Linked DNA regions of Mus musculus: region 2 is linked to region 1. The links are chromatin contacts, called in public targeted proximity ligation maps. All regions are on one chromosome and are shown on one strand. The core of a region is the stretch at or near the end of the contact, and the rest is flanking DNA. Distances in the headings are between cores, read along the strand shown.

Region 1 (6,785 bases), core at 1,798-4,297:
TGGTCTACGTGGTTCCATGCCAGTTACAGGGACAAGAAGATCCCATTAAGAGAGAGGGAGGGAGAGAGAGAGAGAGACAGAGACAGAGAGAGACAGAGACAGAAAGAGACAGAGAGGATGAACACTGATCAGTTCACCAGGCCTTAATACTCCTAAAAGAACATCTTACTTAGAGCATGTTATACAAGGAGCTAATCTAGACATTCTGCTCTTAAAAGTCTCAGGAAGGCAATTATTGGCACAAATACTTGCCAATGGCTTCCTTGACAAATACACAACTAGGACCAGATGTGCACTCCTTTAATCCCAGCTGGTCTTCAAAGACAGGCCAGCCAGGGCCACATAGTGAGACCCTATCCTTTTTTTTTTTTTTTTTTTTGAGACAGGGTTTCTGTGTGTAGCCTTGGCTGTCCTGGAACTCATTTTGTAGACCAGGCTGGCCTCGAACTCAGAAATCCGCCTGCCTCTGCCTCCCAAGTGCTAGGATTAAAGGCGTGCGCCACCACGCCTGGCTTTGAGACCCGATCTTAAAAATAAGGAGAGGAAGGAAGGAAGGAAGGAAGGAAGGAAGGAAGGAAGGAAGGAAGGATCACACACAGGAAAAAAAACTGTTCTCAAAAATAAGTACAGTTTTTCCACATTGTGATGTACACATAATATAACTTTACTCAATGAATAAGGGCCAGAGAATCACAAGTTTGAGGCTTGCCTAAGCTGCATGAAAGTCCTTATTTCAAAAAACAAGTAAGCCAACTTCTGTTTTTCTCACATTTGATGGCTCAGAATGTTGGTGTCCTGAAATTGAGATAGGTATTCCTTATGGCCATCTTTCCAAGTCTCAGGTGGTTTGCTTTGTGAGCAAGCCCCTGGCCATCAGCATCTGACAGCAAGGAGGGCAGCAGCCCTCATAGAACCTGAGGTACAGCATCCCCAGCTGCAGCCGGAATAGGCTCAGGATGTCTTTTAAAACAAAACCAGCTTTGCATGTAGAATTTCTTCTCACAGAAACCAAACCAGACAAGCAACAGCAAGCAAGCAAGCAAACGAAACAATTGCCCTAGAGAAATATCTCTATGATCTGGGGTTATCAGATGAGGGAGCTTGGTATTTTTTTTAATTTTCTAAGAGTTCTTCAGCTCTGACCATCCCTTAACATCTAGATTCTTCCCTGACTCCTAGAAGTCAATGCCACATAAAAAAACAACAACAAACAAACAAAAAAACCACCCAAAGACAGCATTAGGACCATTAAAACCACTTTTACCAAGAGGGGCTGAAGAGATGGCTCAATAGCTAAGAGCACGTGTTGCTCTTGCAGAGGACCCAGGTTTGGAGTTCCCTAACTGTGGGGAACTCCAGTTCTAGATGACCCAACAGCCCGCGTGGTGCACAAATATAAATGCAAGAAAATCTTTTAAAAACAAAATAATCATTAAAAAGGGAAGCCTATAACTAGCCTGAGATTTCTTAACCAAGCACAAATCGAGTTTGTGTGCTTTTCAGAAAAAACAAAACAAACAAACAAACAAACAAAAACCCCACATATTCAGGCTTGCAAAGCACTGCTGCCTTTAGATGGGTGAGGGTGAGAGGGGAAACCGATGTGAGACAGAACAATTTGAAATTCTCGTGACTTTGAGAAGTCTAAGTCCCCTTCCAAATAAGTCTCTTCTCTAGCTGCAGGACCTCAGGTGATTTCCTTTGTCCTTTCGGAAGTCTCACCTGATCTACTGAGATAACTACCTTCTCAGCTCAAAGGAACAAAAAGCCCTTCCGGTGGGCGTGCATGAGGTGGAGACTTCTAATCCAACACGTGTCTTTTGCAAAGCCTTCTTTGGGAAAGCTTGTAGGTGCCTCGCCAGCAACTCAGGGATAAAGACCATGAAAGGGGCTTACATAGGTTTTCCTCAGGGAAGAAAAATCCCAGCGGTTTAGGGCCTGTCAAGTACTGAGCAATCCAACCCCAAAGCCGGACAGAGATTATAGAAGGCAGAGCAGCGGAACCCCTGAGAGTCCTCCCGGCCACTTACAAATAGGGTCTTCCATTTTCAAGGGTCTCTTCAAGCGGATGCTGGCGGGGACCGTCTTCTCGATGAGCTCATCAATGCTCTAAAATTTAAAAACGCAAGCTGGTGAACAGGACAGTCAGAGCAAAGAGCCTGAGTTAAGAGAGCCACTTCAGTTTATCTTCAAAGGCTGGTAGGAACTTCATTTAAATCGTCTAATTAAGAGTTCTTTTTAAAGTGAAACATCAGGAAGCAGAAATCTTTTGGAGGAAAAAAAAAAAAAATGATGGAGCCGGATGGTAAATCCGCTACTCCGGGTTCGGGAGCTGCAACTGGAGCTGACCGGATTAATGTACTCTAAGTAGGGAGTCTTCTTTTCCTGCAAAGTTAGGGTTCGTCTGGAGTTGGGGATATTTTTTAAATGCACTTTAGAAGAGCGAGAACAGAGTAAAAGTTAAGAGAGGAGAAGGCACCACGATTAAGAGCGAGCTCGCTTTCAAGCTGGGGCCCGGGACGGAGGAGGAAGGCAAGGTGGGAGCCGGGAGGCCCAGCGGGCAGAGCTCCGGCAGGGTGGAGGGTGGAGGGCCTTACCGCCAGCCCCAGCGCCTGCAGCATCTCCCTCCGGTCTTTGTCTCCGGGGCCGATGTGTCTCCGGGAGAAGTCATCGTGTCTGGGCAGGAGGCGCTCCAGAAGGCGCGAGGCCCCAGCCGCGCCGCGGTCCCCGCCACCGCCACCGCCACCGCCGCCGCTGCTGTCCCGGCTTCGCTGCGCCCAACTCAAGCCGGTGCCCCGAGCCAGGCGGTGGCCGCCCCCGGCTCCGCGGCCCAGGCGCAGCCCCCATGCCCTGGCACACAGCTGCATGGACGCCGTCACCTCCCCAGCCCACGAGGGTCAGCAGCGCTTTCCGGCCCTCCTCTGGCCCCAATGCCCCGGGAGTGGCCGCCGCAGTCCCTGGATCCCCTTCCCGACCACTGCGGGCAATGAATGGGTACAGCGAACTGCACTAACTCTTGCAAAGTTCCTCCGCCTCAGCAGGCACCTGCTCCGCACACTTTAAGCGGCGCCCGAAGGCGGGCAGTAGGATGGAGCCAGGAAACCTTTAGCCAATGGGAATGGGTTGCAGGGCGGGGGCGAGGCAGGGCCCTCCCTTTCTCTCTCCTCCTTGTCTCCCACCTCCTCCCACTTCTTTCCCCTCTTCAGCAGCAGGGTGGAGTCCCCTGCCTGATGCTGGAAGTTTAAGGTCCCAAATCCCTCTTCTTACACAGGGGTTCGGGATGCTCTATAGGCCCACTGGCCGGGTTGTAGGGCCCATTGGGGCAGCCCTAACATTCGTGAAGTTCCTGGAGCAATGCACTGAGACAGAAGACAGGAAGACTCCAATAGTTAGCTGGTCTCCACTTACTGACTTTAGGGTCACATCTCATGAAAACCACTATGGGCAAAGGAAGGTTCTTTCATAGTTATGAAATCTGGACAAAGAGCACAGCCCCTAAAATATCTTATGCTTTAATCTTTTAATAAAGATTTAATATTATTTTTTATTGATTTGTGTGTTGGGTGAAATGTCTGTCTGTGTATCACATACATGCCGAATGCTTGCAGAAGTTAGAAGTGGACATCAGATTCCCTGCAAATGGTGTTACAGGCTGTTGTGAGCTTTTATGTGGGTGCTGATAGCCCAACCATAAGAGTAGCAAGTGCTCTCAATCACTGAGCCATCCCCCTGACCCCACTTTTTTTGAGATATGATGCGATGGGAACCAAACCCCCGATCTCCCAACTAGCACCAAGCTACACCCCAGCACCTGTCTTCTCCCTCCCTCCTTTGTATGTCTCCTTCGTCTTCTCTGTACTGGTTTGATATGCACCCATTCCTGAAATTCAGTCTTCCTTTACGTGGAATGCATGAGTATGCTGTTGGTATATTGGCTATATTTTTATTTCCTGAGTAAACCTAAACAGATACTGTAATGAAAGCAAAAGCATCTCCAGGAAGCTGACCCCCAAGGACAGGAACCTGGGACCCGCCTATCTGACCTTTATACACATCCTTAACGATGACCTTAGAGTTGAAGGCAAAGAGAAACTGGGTCTTGGGAAAGACACAAGAAACAGTGTTGCCTAAACTTTCAGGGGCGACTACTGTGTCTGTTGCAGGCAGGTCTTTGCTAGACCAAATAGTTGCTAAGTTAAGACCTTCCAGTGGAAGGACTTGTAGGGAGGGCTAACTACTGTGATGAGTTTGTAGGTTAAAATGACAGGTCAGAAGAGGAGACGACTCCAATGTTCTGAAAGAATCCCTTCATTTCTATTGCTACAGGAAGCACATATTTAGGGAATCATTTAGACCCAGTGTTGGATTGCCAAATTTCCACACAAGCTGACTTCATAACTTTATTTGGTCTTCTATATAAACATCAGAATGAGGACATTTTTAGTAGTTTGGAATGTACATGATTATTGGGAACAGCATATTCTACTGAGGTAAGCTGCATTCTGCAGTACTTATCAGTAATCACTATACTTGAGAGGTAGAGAGGCAGGATGATCAGGAGTTCAAGGTCAATCTTGGATACATAGGGGATTTGTGGACAGACGAAGTTGTATGTGGCTTTGTCTCACCCCCAATGTAATACACTCCTCCCCCAAGTCTCCCTTGATTGCTGAACCAGCTCCTCCTTTTTAACAGACTGGCCATACCTTCCTTGAAGGTCCTATAATTTCACCATAAACATGTTAACCATGGAAGGACCTGTCAACCTCCCTTAGCTTCTAGACCCATAGCCCAAGTCAGGTGTTGGCATATACTCCAGGAAGGTGAGTAGATACTTGATGTCAGACAAGAAGCTTCTATAGGGCTGGGTGTGGTGGTGCACGCCTTTAACCCCAGCACCTGGGAGGCAGAGGCAGGCAGATTTCTGAGTTCAAGGCCAGCCTGGTCTACAGAGTGAGTTCCAGGACAACCAGGGCTATACAGAGAAACCCTGTCTCAAAACCCCACCCCCAAAAGAAGCTTCTACGGGGAACGAATCAGAACACATTGCTCACATGCTTTATCATGACAAGATTTCTGCTAGACATTGAATTCCTGACCAAGTGAAAATTGAGGTTATATGGAAATTGCTGATGTTTGTAGCACCAGAGATTGTATATTTAGTTATGAGATGGTCAGTATTAATTATCCACTTGACAGAATCTAGAATCACTTGGAAAAGGGGCCTCTGGGCCTGACTGTTGGAGGTGGAGTATCTTGATTAAGATGGAAAGATCTTTCTACTGTGAACAGCATCCTATTTGCAGGGCTAGTATCCTAAACTGTACAAAATGGAGCAAGTTAGCTGAGCAGACGCATGCACACATCTCCCTGCTCTCTTCTCACTGAAGACATAATAGAACCAGCTGCTTCCAGCTCTTGATGCCATAACTTTCCCACCAGGATGCATTGTAACTTGGAACTGTGAGCCAAAGAAACCCTTCCTCCCTTAAGTCGCTTCTATCAGAGCTTCATCACAGCAAGGAGAAAAGAGACAGAGGCAGTGCATAACCTCGACCAGGAGTGGCTCTCAGTCCGCTATGTTGGCTGATGATACCCAGCACAACGACCCCTTCTGTAAATTGGGCTAACAGAGCTGATCATTGTTGGTGCCGTTGAGAAGGGTGGAGCCTAAGGTTTGATGAGAAGTAAACTTAAGCATAGACTTTCCCATGTGCAACACAGTCTTCCTTTCACTGAAGCATGGAGAGCCCATTGGTAAGAGGAGCGAGCACCAGTGGTTTTGGAAGCCCTGTCCTTACCTTCTGTCCCCCGAAAGTGTGGTGATTGTAATGTAAAATGCAACTGATGAAATAGGTTCCTGGGTTACAGTATGTGGTGGTTTGAATATGCTTAGCCCATGGGGAGTGGCACTGTTAGGAGGTTTGGCCTTATCGGAGACAGTGTGTCGCTGTGGGCATGGGCTTTGGCAGTCTCCTATGCTCAGGCTTTACCCGTTGAAGAAGTGATCTTCCTCCTAACTGCTCCCTGAGGATACCAGGCTCTCCTGGTTGCCTTTGAATCAAGACACAGAACTCTCAGCTCCTTCTCCAGCACCATGTCTGGCTGCATGCTGCCATGCTTCCAGTTATGATGATAAGGGACTGAAGCTCTGGAACTAAAAGTCAGCCCCAATTAAATGTGTGCCTTTATAAGAGTTGCCTTGGGGCTGGTGAGATGGCTCAGTGGGTAAGGGCACCCAACTGCTCCTCCAAAGGTCCAGAGTTCAAATCCCAGCAACCACATGGTGGCTCACAACCATCTGTAACGAGATCTGACGCCCTCTTCTGGTCTGTCTGAAGACAGCTACAGTCTACTTACATATATAATAAATAAATAAATCTTAAAAAAAAAAGAGTTGCCTTGATTGTGATGTCTCTTCATAGCAATGGAAACCCGAAAACCCAGCAGTAATAGTGCAATCCCAGAATGGTAGGACCCAGTGGCAGCACTAGGCAACAGAAAAGTGTCCCAGATGATCTATACGGGTATGCAGCCTACTCACATGTTACTTGAGCTAGTAAACTAAAACTTGAAAAGTCCCTAAAACAAAGAGACCTCATTTGAACTACCATCCAATTTAATGGGTGACTCAAAAAGGCTGACTGGAACTCACAAAGATTCCCCTGCCTCAGCCTCCTGAGTGTCAGGATGGGTGACTCAAAAAGGGTCCTGCTACAGATAGACTGAACACTTCTCTGCTGTCCTACACCAGCCGACCTGTGGCTACCAAAGAAACAGCATCT
Region 2 (6,785 bases), core at 1,517-4,016, 2.6 Mb after region 1:
AAAAGAGGGTGATGCTAGTAACAGGGACTCTGGGGACAGGAACGAATGTGGGCCATTTCCCCTTTTCAACCCACTTCTCTTGATGTAACTTCATCCTTATTTTTCCCCACAGCAGTAGTAGACACTCTGCTGAGCACCACTTAGGTTTTTGCTGTGCATCTCAGCTAACACTTTGACATTGGGGATTCTGTGTAAACTAGATCTCCATCTTAGATTAGGCTGTGTGAACCGAATTTATTTACATCGTTAGAAACCAAATAGAGGCCTCTCGGCTATTGTTCTCAGATTGCTCTCATTGGTCATCCCTGCCCTCCCTCTACTGACCAGAACCTTGCCCCAAAACAGCCTGTAATAAACATCAACGCTGGCTTAGCTTGGGCTGCTATCTCTGGCGGAGAGATCTTTAAAGGATGTATCTAAATGCAATGTTTGAGTAGCTTCAGAGAGCTCTAATAGAACTGTAAATATCCCCGGTTTAATTAGCAGTCCTGCAGTTCGGTAATGGCCCATAGCTCTCTGAGCCGAGCCTCTTGAGGTTTCTAGACTTCAGAGGCTGCCTGCAACTATGCTGTGTGGACCTATGAAATTTTCCTTCTCCTGTACTCTAAACCCCCAGCTAGCCTTTCCTAGACACCTACTCGCAATTATTGCAAATCCATAACTGACTACTATCCTCCGGATTTCTAAAATGATCCAGTGTTTCAGCTTAGGTCTCAACTCAGAGATACTTTAGGGCTCAGATTGGCATCCTGAGAATTAAGTCCCCTGGGAAAAGAACAATAAGGAAGAAAACTCTACCTACATTGGAGTTGATGTCATTTTTTTTTTCCCTCCAAGCTCAAGGTGATCGCTTGCTTTGTGGCTGGTTGGTGGGGGAGGAGGGGCTGTACGCTAGTTATCAGCATTTCTGAACCAGCTCTCTCAACCGCGACAGGTCAGCCAATCCCGGCAGTAAGCTTTTACTTGACAGGTTTGTTCTGGGCTGACAGCCATTGACTAGGTGCTCAGATAAGTCACTTGGCTGAGTCTACGGTAGGTGGGGCGCGCTCACCAGTTCAGGGGCAGTGACTGGAAGTTTGTTGCAACATCGGTAAGCCTAACCAGCCAGCAGCAACAGGAGATACCCTTTTGCCCCGCGAGTACAGATCTAGAAAGGGTTCACCTCATTAAGCGAAGGAGATGCGTCAATCCCCCCCACCCCCGCCCCGCGCCTCCCCCTAGGGCCCGGCCTCTTCTCCCACGGTTGGGAACGCGCGGTGTGGGCAGATCCAGAACAGGAGTCTCGTGTCCCGGCCTTCTGGCTAGCTCTATGGGTTACAAGCGAAAGGGAGGAACAGCTTGGGGACTCTCCGCGTCAGCGTGCACAAACCGGCGGCGGCCAGCAGAGAGGGGTGGCGGGGGCACGTGCTTGGATGTGGCTGCTTGTGTAACCAGCTCCCCAGGCGCTCGGCCCCGACAGCGCTCCTGCGGACGGCTCGTGGATGCTATTCTCTGCTCCGATCCGGCAAGAGAGGGGTCCAGCAGACCACACGGGAGAAGGAGGCGGGGGCGATCACCTAATAGAGCAGAGGGGACCAAGCTCCTGCCCCAGGAGCACACAGATAGGGGAATGGGAATTTGGAAAGTTCCCCAACTAGGACCACACGTGACCTCCTCCTGAAAGTAGTTCCGACCGCGGCTCATGTATCCTTCCACCTCGCCTTTGAGCCCTCCCAGGCCTGCTCGCCCCGCCCACTCGCTGGCTGCAGCTTCCGAACGTCCCATACTCCACACCCGGGCTCAGTAACCGGGTCCTCGAACATGCAAGGTCCGACAGGGTCAGAACCTGGCCATCGCGATCCAATTCTGCCGGGTTTTCATAGCGGCCACGAAGTGGGGATTGGGGGTGGGGGCTTAGCTCTTTGAAGACTGAGCTTGGCTGTGATCCGGTAGACCCACCGCTGCGGGGAGCTGCGGGTCTCATCACCGGGCGGTGGAGGGGTGTGTGTGAGGTGCACTCTATTCACGGAGACCCACTTTGTCCAACCAGGGGTGTCCTTTGGGCCCTGGAAACTCAGGGGAGATGTGAATGTACACGCCCCGTATGCACAATCATCATGCTTGGCTGGGAGCGTTCATCTTTCGGGCAAATGAACCCAGCTGCCTGGGAAGCAAGAGGCGGGGCAGGGAACCGGAGCCCGATGAGGTGACCCACGCGGGAGACACAATAGGGGTTGTTCTTTGTGCAAAGACTGACACCTTGAGGACACCGTGAGGGGGAGAGGTGTGTTATCTAGGTAAAGACTGTCGCCGACAAATCCTAGCGAAGCACTGCAATCTGACCACAGCGCAGGGCAGGGAATGAAAGCCGTTCCGAAGAAACGCAGGGACAGACGCAGGAAGGATAATCCTGCCCCTGAGGCTCCCGGAGCACCGACCAAGGCGGTCAGCTAGTGCGATCCACCTGTGAGCGGTCAGCGATTGTGCTCAGCGCACCCTCACTCGGCCCCAGCCTGTTGTACCTTTGCCGGGTCTCTCTGCGCTGAGGCCAAAGCCGGCGTAGCTCCGGGAGCGAGCCGCGGACACACTGGGCATGCTCCGCGGCGTTCCCCGCCCCTGTCCCTTCCGACGCCCCGCCCCGCCCCGCCCCGTCCCCGGCTCAGCGCCCGCCTCCCGCCCGCCTCCCGCCTCCCCTCCGGCTTTCCGAGGCGCCCTGCTCTCCCGGCGGGGCGGCGGAGGGGGCGGGCTGGCCGGCGCACGGTGATGTGGCGGGACTCTTTGTGCACTGCGGCAGGATACGCGCTTGGGCGTCGGGACGCGGCTGCGCTCAGCTCTCTCCTCTCGGAAGCTGCAGCCATGATGGAAGTTTGAGAGTTGAGCCGCTGTGAGGCCAGGCCCGGCGCAGGCGAGGGAGATGAGAGACGGCGGCGGCCACGGCCCAGAGCCCCTCTCAGCGCCTGTGAGCAGCCGCGGGGGCAGCGCCCTCGGGGAGCCGGCCGGGCGGCGGCGGCGGCAGCGGCGGCGGGCCTCGCCTCCTCGTCGTCTGTTCTAACCGGGCAGCTTCTGAGCAGCTTCGGAGAGAGACGGTGGAAGAAGCCGTGGGCTCGAGCGGGAGCCGGCGCAGGCTCGGCGGCTGCACCTCCCGCTCCTGGAGCGGGGGGGAGAAGCGGCGGCGGCGGCCGCGGCTCCGGGGAGGGGGTCGGAGTCGCCTGTCACCATTGCCAGGGCTGGGAACGCCGGAGAGTTGCTCTCTCCCCTTCTCCTGCCTCCAACACGGCGGCGGCGGCGGCGGCACGTCCAGGGACCCGGGCCGGTGTTAAGCCTCCCGTCCGCCGCCGCCGCACCCCCCCTGGCCCGGGCTCCGGAGGCCGCCGGAGGAGGCAGCCGCTGCGAGGATTATCCGTCTTCTCCCCATTCCGCTGCCTCGGCTGCCAGGCCTCTGGCTGCTGAGGAGAAGCAGGCCCAGTCTCTGCAACCATCCAGCAGCCGCCGCAGCAGCCATTACCCGGCTGCGGTCCAGGGCCAAGCGGCAGCAGAGCGAGGGGCATCAGCGACCGCCAAGTCCAGAGCCATTTCCATCCTGCAGAAGAAGCCTCGCCACCAGCAGCTTCTGCCATCTCTCTCCTCCTTTTTCTTCAGCCACAGGCTCCCAGACATGACAGCCATCATCAAAGAGATCGTTAGCAGAAACAAAAGGAGATATCAAGAGGATGGATTCGACTTAGACTTGACCTGTATCCATTTCTGCGGCTGTTCCTCTTTGCTTTTCTGTCACTCTGATAACGTGGGAGTAGACGGATGCGAAAAATTTCTGTAGTTGGGGTGACTATAACGTTTAATTCTGGGCGCATTTCTAGATCGTGCATATTGTGTCTCTTCCAGTGTATTCAACCTAGGGAGTGTTCGGCTAGACGGAACTCATGCCTCCTTGCAAGTGTCAAGGCACGGATTGTTTTCTTGTCGAGCTCTGTGGTCTCTTCTTAAAATCTATTGTCCGGTAATACAGAGTACTGTACACTGGATTAGCGAGCTCGTCAATCCAGCCTTCTAAATGAACTAAAAAAAAAAAAAAAAATAGACGCTTTGGGTTGTGCATATTTCGATTAGATCGTGACTTGGGCCCTAGATCTAGGGTGTAGATGAGATTAAAATGAAAGTCCGTGCTGCACGTAGGCATGTTGCCTCAGAATCTTGCAGTGATTGTTTTTAGTTTCCTGGGTTGCATTGGAAGATTTTTCTGAAATGTGACTTGTGGACTGATTTGCATAACTTTATAAGCATAGTCATCGTCAGCATGGACGGTGCACATTTGAGGGTAGAAGTAGTTTTGTGTGTTTAAACCGACGTAATTACAAATTTGGAGCCTGCATTTGGAAGTTTTGTAGTTTAAAATCAATAGTGCCAGAATATATATCATTGGAGCTTTTAATAGAACTTTGTTAAATTAGACTTTCTTTCCTGATGAGATGTGGGATAGGATATGAAATTTGCATTTCAGTGGTATGTTCCATTCATTTGACCTCGCCACACTTGATAGAATGGAGATCGAATAGTTTTTGATCCCAGATGATGATGTCTGTGAGTCCAGGGATGCTTGCTGTGTGTGGCAAATGACTGCAGAGGTTAAACTCAGTTCTCACATGAAATTTAAGTAGTAGCGTGAATTCGCTGCTCATATTTTTTGTTTCAGGTGCTCTGACTCGTTGGCTTATCAGTGGGTTTTAGCCTGATTTGTGCAGAACGTCAAGTATAATTTAGCCCGCTAATATCCAGACAAACTGGCAGGAATGGATCACTGGCTCCAGATTGTAGGTATGCTAGCTCTCTGCATGCAGTAATTTACTGAGTCAGCTTGTTGAATAAGACAGAAACCCAAGAATTTTAACGTTGTATAGTTCTGATTGTCTAAAAGTTAGGCCTTTGTACTTCAAAAGTTCGTGGTTTAAAGCATTTATCTTTGCAGTTTCAGGTATGGTGCTGGTTATGATCAGGGGTAGGAAAGAGAGCCCTCCTCTTTTGCAGAGTGGGAAGTGTTGACAGAAATTGAGAGCTTTGGGGAGGCCAGTGTGCAAGGTGTGCGAAAACACAAGTTGCAGGTCTGAAGTGACTGAGCCTTTAAATGATTGGGCCTTTTGGTACAACCCAAAATTTTGTTATGTGACTTGTAGCATTGAACAGTATTTAGTTAAAATTATGTAATTTTATAATTGGTGGTAAGGTATTCTTTGTAAAAATTATTTTTTAGTTAATATTAGTAGACATTTTCTTAAGGTGGAAGGGCAGCAGCAACTTGTCTATACATGTCCTGCTAATAGATCACTATGGAGAACTTTGTTTATTAATTAATTTATTATTTTTTTTGAAGAAATATTTTCATTTGGAAGAGGTTTGATGGATTACATTAGTGGCATATAAAATGCATAGCTAATTTTGATTGAGTTTTTTGTTCTGACATGAAGATGAAACTCTCACTGAAGAGCTGGCTTCACACAGGCTAATTTTCTTTCGAGCTAAAAATACAGTTTGAAAGGAATCTTTAATTTCCGAGTTTGCGTTAATTGAGAAGCTTTACTCAGGATGAACTTGACCAAAAGATAATTGGTGAGCATTCTGAGTTGTCACTTGCTTCAAGGCAGTTTACTGTTGGTGTGAATTAATGTTAATAATCTCGATCTAGAAGGAATTAGTCAGGTATCTATTTAATTAAAAAAAAAAAAACATTCAAAGAAAAGTCTAGAATGCCTGGTAGGCAGACTTCTTGTAGAGTCCAAAGTACACTTCTGCTTTGCCTTCCTTTCCCCAAAGGACTTCAAGATTATTTTGTAAATTTTTTTTTTTTGTCTGAGCAGTGACGTGATTGCAGTTCCTTATTTGATTTCATACTGCATGGGCTTCTGCACGTGCAGTTTATGTGGCTGAAGAAATCCAAAGCTCTCCCTTTAGTTATGGTATGCGTAGAAAGCAGCATCAAATACTGCATCAAATGACTAATAACAAACTCTTAATTTCTAGAGCTGTGGTTTGATGGAGCCAAATGTTGATGTGAGAACGAGTCAGGAGGGGAAAAAGTCAGCGAGCCTTGCTCTTCTGAGAGGTGTGCGCCCCTTAGTTCTGAGAAGCTAGGGAGAGGGCTTGCTTGGTTCCTCATCAGGGTTTTCTGTGTTTGGGGCAGGGATTAAAATGGTCATTGAAGATTTGTGCTGGTCAGTGTTGGCAATGAGGTTGGCCAAGTTAAATTTCATTATGAAAGTAGTAAGTTGAATATTTTCATTTGCTGAAGGCACAATTGAATTACTGTAGGAATGTGTTGGTTGGAAATTATTATTTTTTTTTTAATATATAAAACTCTGAAGTCTTTTTTTTTTTAAAGATTTATTTATTTTTATTTATACAAGCACGCTGTAGCTCTCTTCAGATACAAAAGAAGAGGGCATCAGACCCCATTACAGATGGTTGTGAGCCACCATGTGGTTGCTGGGAATTGAACTCAGGACCTCTGGAAGAGCAGTCGGTGTGCTCTTACCCGCTGAGCCATCTCTCCAGCCCAGGAAATTTTTCTTACCGTCTGGAAAGTAGGCTGAATGTGAGACAGCAAGAGTTAATGATGTTAAAGCACAGAGAAGGTTCAGGTTTCTGGTACAGCTTTTTTGTTTGGTATATTTACTTTTCAGATACTGACCACAGGAATATTAGTACCTTGCAGAGAGAATAGTGATTATTGATATTAGCTCTTTTGTTAAAGGCAAGTGATTGTTGCAGGTAATTATGGTTTTTCTTTATAAGTGACTCTACAAACTTCATCTTGC

What was found.
Region 2: a contact with region 1 is called in a targeted proximity ligation map of astrocytes, with 3 times the contacts expected there.

What each region holds. Positions count from the first base shown.
Region 1 is chr19:30,172,394-30,179,178 of GRCm38.p6, forward strand. Gldc (glycine decarboxylase) reads right to left here and starts at 3,048. Exons shown (of 25, transcript NM_138595.2): 1 at 2,598-3,048; 2 at 2,031-2,109. The coding sequence starts at 2,867.
Region 2 is chr19:32,754,811-32,761,595 of GRCm38.p6, forward strand. It overlaps Pten (phosphatase and tensin homolog), which reads left to right and starts at 2,767. Exons shown (of 9, transcript NM_008960.2): 1 at 2,767-3,713. The coding sequence starts at 3,635. It also overlaps the pseudogene Gm36566.